2 separate regions of the Zea mays genome follow, and region 2 is linked to region 1. A link is a contact called in public Hi-C data. All regions are on one chromosome and are shown on one strand. The core of a region is the stretch at or near the end of the contact, and the rest is flanking DNA. Distances in the headings are between cores, read along the strand shown. Region 1 holds the start of LOC100280234. Region 2 holds the start of LOC100216621.

What was found. Hi-C and Micro-C count contacts between places; a contact is called where the count stands out from the background.
Region 2: a contact with region 1 is called in a Hi-C map of endosperm, with 2.5 times the contacts expected there. The contact joins the promoter of LOC100216621 here to the promoter of LOC100280234 in region 1. A contact is called at or near these places in 3 of 25 Hi-C or Micro-C datasets (endosperm and leaf).

Annotation. Positions count from the first base shown.
Region 1 is chr3:28,968,795-28,972,224 of Zm-B73-REFERENCE-NAM-5.0, reverse strand. It overlaps LOC100280234, which reads left to right and starts at 1,840. Exons shown (of 4, transcript NM_001320536.2): 1 at 1,840-2,029; 2 at 3,053-3,198. The coding sequence starts at 3,076.
Region 2 is chr3:29,128,699-29,132,147 of Zm-B73-REFERENCE-NAM-5.0, reverse strand. It overlaps LOC100216621, which reads left to right and starts at 2,064. Exons shown (of 9, transcript NM_001317366.1): 1 at 2,064-2,358; 2 at 2,453-3,449. The coding sequence starts at 2,685.

The DNA of each region.
Region 1 (3,430 bases), core at 591-3,090:
TCAAATGTGGTAAGACGTGTAATTTCATTGCTAATTGTCCAGAAAATCAAAGTGATGACCAGAAAAAGGCAAAGAAGGGGAAGAAGGTGGAGAAGAAGAAATTATGTAAGAAAAAGAAGGGTGAGGCACACATTGGAAAGGGGTGAGACTCGGACTGTAGCTCCTCCGACTCTGACTACGAGGGACTCGCCACCAATCACCTTCCACAAGTAATCCCACTTCCCCAACTAACGACATACTTGCTTAATGGCGAAGGAGAAAAAGGTATATCCTAGAATGACACCAAATGACACCAAAGTATACTTCCTCTAGTGATGATGAGGAAGATTATATCAAATTATTTAAGAGCTTAGATAGATATAAAATTGATAAAATTAATGAATTAATTGATTCTGTAAATGAGAAGAAAAACAAGATCTCATTTATAAGGAACATGACAAATTGTTAGCGTAGAAAAGGTCCTTGGTCTTGAAATTAAAGAGTAAAATTTTGTATGAAGAGTTTGATGATCGTCATTCTTCTATTTCATGACTTAAAATTCCTAACGATGAATTGATTGTTAAAATAGTGGTATTGAATGAATGACATGCATCTTCTTTGATCATTTCAACAGTTAAATAATGAGAAAATGAATAAATAGAAGCCTGATGCACAACGTGGATGGTTATGTTGATCGGTAAATTTGTGAAGCATATGTAATACTCTTCTTTTCTTTTAAAAAAAGGACACGATGCTTAGCAGCAGGACAGAGAGGACGCGAGCGTTCTACTAGGGATAGGGATGAAAACGGTCGGAAACGATATTTATTCGGTAATCAGTTTTTTAGTCGTTTTTCTTTGATTACGAATAAATAGGATATATAATCTACAATACAAATTTGTATTCTTGTTTTTAACATCCAGCTTATAAAGATTCATAAAAGGTAAATCTCAAATTCATCCTATATTTTCTCAAATAATAGATATAAACTTCGGTATGGATTCGGAAATAAATTTGGTAATTTTTTCAACGTTTCGTGTTGTAGGGAGCAAATAATACATAAAACAATTTGTGTAATATTTTATTCATATGTGTACTAATGTGCTTAATAACATAAGAAAAGATCAACATTAAATTTTATGCATATCTATTTTAAAATATTAAATTTGTTCTAATAGTTCGGATTACCACTTTCATCCCTCTAGGACATGTTTTGAAAATAGTCTCTCATATCAAACCTTCTCTGATAGTTCAACACATGTCCCTTCTGTAGTTCTGGTCAGCCAAAATCTAGCCTGTTCCGCTCTCTCCGCGAGTCTTGCAACTCCGTGCCTGCCAAGTCATCACGACTGGCCTAGCTGACAGCTGGAGTGACTGTAGTCCCCGAATGTCGCATAACAAATATTATTTTACTTTTTTAAAAAATAATTATAAACTTGTTTAAAATTTAAAATTAACCGGCACAAAAATTATAGCGACACCCTTATAGTGTCTCTATGAATATATGGGCCGTGTTTCCATCCCGTCTATTGGATCACGCGGGCCGCGCAACAAAGGAACACGACTAAGCAAAACTATGGGCCATCGAATCTCATCCCGTTCTGAGCTTGGGCCGGGATGTACGTGTCCCTGTCACGAATGTCGTGGAGCTACCAGGCCCATGATCCAAGTGACCTGTCCCCAACTTTTCGTTGACTACCGTATCTCATAATCATAAGAATCATAATAACACGCACACACCATCTCATATCCACTTTCCTGCTTTTAGTTTCACTGACATGTGGCCTCAAGCACCGACCCACGACCTAGGGGTCTACATGTCATGGACTAAAATCGCTTTTTTGTACGTGCGCTGGGTCGAAGGATGCCGGCCGCAACGCTTCGTCCTCCGCGTCCGCTTTCGCCTTTCCCCTCCTCCTCCTCCTCTCGACACCACCAACACAACACCACTCCACCGCCGTTCGAATATTCCAAGCTTGAGATTGGAGGAGGAGGGGAGGGGAGGGGAGCCGAGCGCAGAACCCTAATTACCTCCATCGATTGCTAACAGGTGCGCTGTTTCCTTTGTCTTGCGCCCCATCTTTGCCTGTCCATCCTTAAATACGGGAATTCTAGTTGTTGCTGTTGCGAGCTGGCGGGCTGCTGCCCCGCAGATTCGAGTAGCGCTTCTTGACGCACTGTCATTTCCTTGTGCTTGGCTCAAGGTATCTGTCAGTTGTTTGCATTTGGCTTCTAGTTTCGTGAGGTAGTCTCAGTATTTGGTTCAAGCTGTCTGCCAGCTGTTGTGCGAAGGCTGTTTTTTTTCCTTATCCAGTTGTGAATTGTGATTGTGGTCCGTTTGGGGATATATAACCTGCGCCTTCTGAATCGTATCCCAATGCCTTTCGATGCCACGACTGTTCTTCCGCAGTGGCAACAGAGTGTTGCCATCATTGTTATCGTGAATTGATTCAGTGCGTGTGCTGCTGCTCTTTAGTTTCGACATTCCTCGATACGCCATTATCGGTTGCAATTCGTTCTAGTTCAAAATCCGTCTTGCTTCCAGATTATTGAACTCGTGCTATACCATTCAGTCTTTTGAATTGTTCCTTGAGATGTTCAAGGCTGCTATTGGCTGGAGTTTTTTTTCCAACACTTGTTTGGCACTACGCTCTGTCAGTCAGTTGATTGGTTCATCCTAACGAAATGTCTTGCTTCACACGTTTTGCCTGAGCTTCATTTTTTCTGTTTGGGGAATACTTTTTTATTTTTGAAAAATGGAAATGATTGCCTTTACATCATAATGGAAAACAGGCGTGGTTGGTGCTTTTGTTATTGTGTTTGGTGTTGTGGTTGGCATGTACTGAAATTCCACTCTAATCTGTTAGCTCTGGCCAATCACATTAAAAAACGTTCGTTACAAGCCTAATGGCACTTCCTGGTAGCTGCTGCTGTTCTGATTTTCTATTTACACAGTTCAGAAGCAAATTGTAATGTAGTTGTTTGTTGGTCTTAGTTGAGACTGCTTATTTTCTGAGAAAGATGTGGTAACATGCCTTTAATGATGGTAATTTCTTCGTCTTTTGCAGCTCAGATCTCAGAGGCAGGGGAGGTAAAATGCCAAGAGCAAATGAGATGTTCAGGGCAGATTCTAGAATGATGGTGGTTTTTGGTGCCTTGACATCGAAACCAGAGCAGCTGACATTCGAAGAAACCCTCAGATTTGTCAAGAAAGTGAAGGTGAGTTGAATGTTTTAATAATATATTATGTCATCGCATGGTTTTCATCTCTGTGTAATCCAAACGCCTATTCTGAGTCATTGCCTTGTCTAGTAAGTTGCGATGATTTTGCTGGTACCATTCACTTACAGTCTAGTACTGAATCTCATCTCATGTTTTGATGCATAGAGTTACCAACTATCTGAAATCTATGTGATTGGAGGCACAATTGTGGGTTTGTAACCTTGGGATT
Region 2 (3,449 bases), core at 815-3,314, 160 kb before region 1:
TGTTCCATTTTTTTAAAAAAAACATTTTGATCAAGATAAGTTCACCATGTCTTTTTGCCATAGTAGAGTGGATGACATAAGGGTGTGTTTGATTTGACTTTTGGCTTTATATTTTGCCCCTAAAAGCCAAAGCCAAACAAAATGGTTGGATCCAGAAAGCAGCTTTTTCTAAAAGCCGACTTTCTCGTAGTGCAAAACTGAAAGCACCTCTGAACCTTCTTTTAGTGACTTTCGGATGGAACTATGAAAACATATATCGAAGAACTTTTAACTGCTTTTAGTGGTTTCCACTAAACAGTTTTTAGCTTTTTAACAGCTCACAGCCCACAACAACTTTTTCCACAACTCACAGCCCACAACAACTTTTTTCACAATCACAGCCCAACCAAACAGACCATTAGACTATACCTGTACATGTGGGTCAGCCTAACCCGACACAGGACCATAAAGACACGACCCTCAAAAGCACACCCCAATTATGGGTTGTGTCGTACCAGCACTTAGGCCCACCCATCGGCCTATAGCACGGGCCACAATTAGTTATGTGTTTCAGGTCGACCCAAATAGCCTAGAATGTCTTAGTGTGCCAGACCAACCCATATACATGCAACAGTAATACATAATCAAAAAGTACAGAATATATATGACTAAAATAAAACTAAGTTGTTTTGTGGCTGCCACATTAAAAACCTTTGGTCAGAAAGAAAAAAGAGTACAATTGGCTCAATAATAATATTCAGTTTTCTGTTCAGTGTTTAGTCGAGTACTATACACCCATTCGAAATGTATATACAATGATCATCATCACTATCCCCCATCTAGGTACTACTCACGAAGGCCAGTTGAAGCTTTGGATTATCCAAGCTGTGCTGGTCCCGTGGGCTTTGATAAACCTTAGTTAATACTAAGTCTATGTTTAGTGGGATTTGATGGGCCTTAGTTAAATGGGTTGTGCTAGGCTGACTCGTGGACTTAAATAGAGGCCCAGGCACGGCTCATAGATTGGGTCGTGACGACCTAGGCCCAAAAATAGATTGGAACATGTCAGGCTTAGGTCGTGCCCGAAATTGTATGCTTTGGACCGGCCTATTAGGTACAACACAAATGTATACCTATAACTTAGGCCCCTTTGGCACGACTCTTTCAAGCGGCTCCAGTTCGGGTCATCGTGAAGCTCTACCAAACGGTCAAAAAATGGCTTCTCGTCGAGCCATTCGAGAGCCAGAGCCGTTTTATTGCTAGGAGCCAGAGCATAAAAAATATGGCTTCTACCGGCTCCTACGTTCTCCTTAATACGACCGGCTCCTGCGTTCTCCTTAATACGCCATTCGAAAAAACACGGGAGAAACTGTTTTGACAAGCGAATTGTAAAACAGTTTCGCCTCCTTCAGAGAAGCCAACGAGCTAGAAGAGTATGAGCCGGAACTGTTTTCAAAGAAGCTAACACCTGCCAAAGGAGTAGTTAGACCTTCGCCCAGTCAAGACCCGGTGGAAATCTGAAATTCCCACCCTGACGGGACGCAAGAAAGGTAAAACCTAGAGATGACAATGGTACCTGGAACCCGACTACCCCGACGGGTTTCACCCGATATAAATGTGGGTAAGGAATGATTTCTCTACCCGCAGGTATATTAATGAGCAAGAACCTATAGCCATTGGTATACGGGTACGGGTACGAGTTGGTACTACCTATAACCGTCTACCCATGGATAAAATTTATCCGCATCAATATCACTATAACTATCTAATATAACCTATCTTAGCTAAAATAAAACTCTTCTCTAGCTAACAAGTTGTGTAAACATATGATTTTTCTATGTGAAGTTGAACTTGTTTTTGTATGTTTATTTAATATTTTGAGGGATTGATATATCTGAATTTAAGACTTTTCTGTGGGTACGGTTAATCGACAAGGTAAAATTGACCGTGCGGGTACGAGTATGAGTAAGATCTTATATCCGCGAACATATATGAGTTAGATTTTTTTTAATAGATATGGATACGCCGTTGCCATCCTAGTAACACCAGAGTCACATGCGTCGGATTTCGGGCTGAGCAGGGCAGGAGGCGAAGACAGGAAAAAAAGAAGGGAGAGACATGAGAGCGAGGTCCTTCTTGCCTTCTTGTTCGTTTGCTGCTCTCCCCGCTGTTCCTGTGGTTATCTCCTCCTTTTGCCTTCAATGCTGCCGCGTTACTACTGGATCTGACTGACAGACACACTGCGTCCGCCGCCTTGAAGCTAATCTTGGTGACTTGGTCCCGGGCTCCCGGCCGGCCTCCCCAAGATTCTCTTGTTCTTTCGGAATTCCGTCATTCCTTTGCAGCCTCTCCTTCGCAGCAGAATCCGCGTGGAACAAGGTCGGGATCTTGGCTCAGTTTCTAGATGGTTTGAATTCTTTCCATCCAGCAGGTTTTGGTGTTGAAGAGAGGCTATCTTTGTTTGCGAATGCAGTGCTGCGCGTGTTGCTGGAGGTGAGTTTTCACCTCCTCCGCGTTCTTCTTCACCGCCAAAGGCCCAAGAGGAATTTCGATTGGTTGAAGCGCGAATCCGCGGGGTTGGCAGGTCGATCCTCCCTTGGATTGCAGCGTGTGCCATGGTTCTCTCCTCCAATCCCACCAACAAGGCAGCAGCTCAGCTGTCACAGCCGGCACTGTAGTGCTTTCTAGCCTGCTGCTGGGCTCCAATGGCGTCCTCACCTTCGCCTTCCCCGGGCACCATCAGGGCCCCCTTGCCGCCTTCCAGCGCAACCCCGTCACCGGCAACCACCACGCCCACGCCGGCCTCCCCGGCCCCGGTGACGCAGCCCAATGCTACCCCGGCCGACCCTCCCTCGTCGCCGGTCGCGCCTCCCCCCGTCCCCTCCGCATCCACGCCACCGCCACAGCTCACTTCTCCACCGCCCTCCTTGCCTCCGCCTCCTCCAGACGCCGTGCCACCACCGCCACTTGTTGCCTCTCCGCCACCCGCCCCAGCAGCCGTAGTGCCCCCACCCTCGCCGCCGGCGCCGGTTGCAGTGCCCCCACCACCTACACCTGCTGCCCCGCCAAAGGCGTCGCCTATACATATAAGGCCCCCTGCGGCCGCGTCGCCACCCCCAACCATTCTGCCAACGCCCAACCCGCCGGCTGACCCAACGCCGCCGACATTAGCGCAGCCACCTCCACCACGGCGCCGGCCACCAAGAACGCCTCAGACAGAACCTCCACCCCTGGCACCACCACCTTCTGGAATTCCTGTCAAACCCTCTACGAGCAGTCCCTCACCGACATCCGCAGATCCTTTGATCCCCACTCCCTCTAGCCCCTCACCTCCAGGGACGACAACGCCAGGCTCTGGTAGCACTCCATCGGTGCCAGCCCCAGCAATGGCAGCCGATCCAGTTCGCCCGGTAACGACTGGGGGTTCAAACAAGTCGTCTAGTCCAGCCTCACAGAGCAGCGGCTCCCCA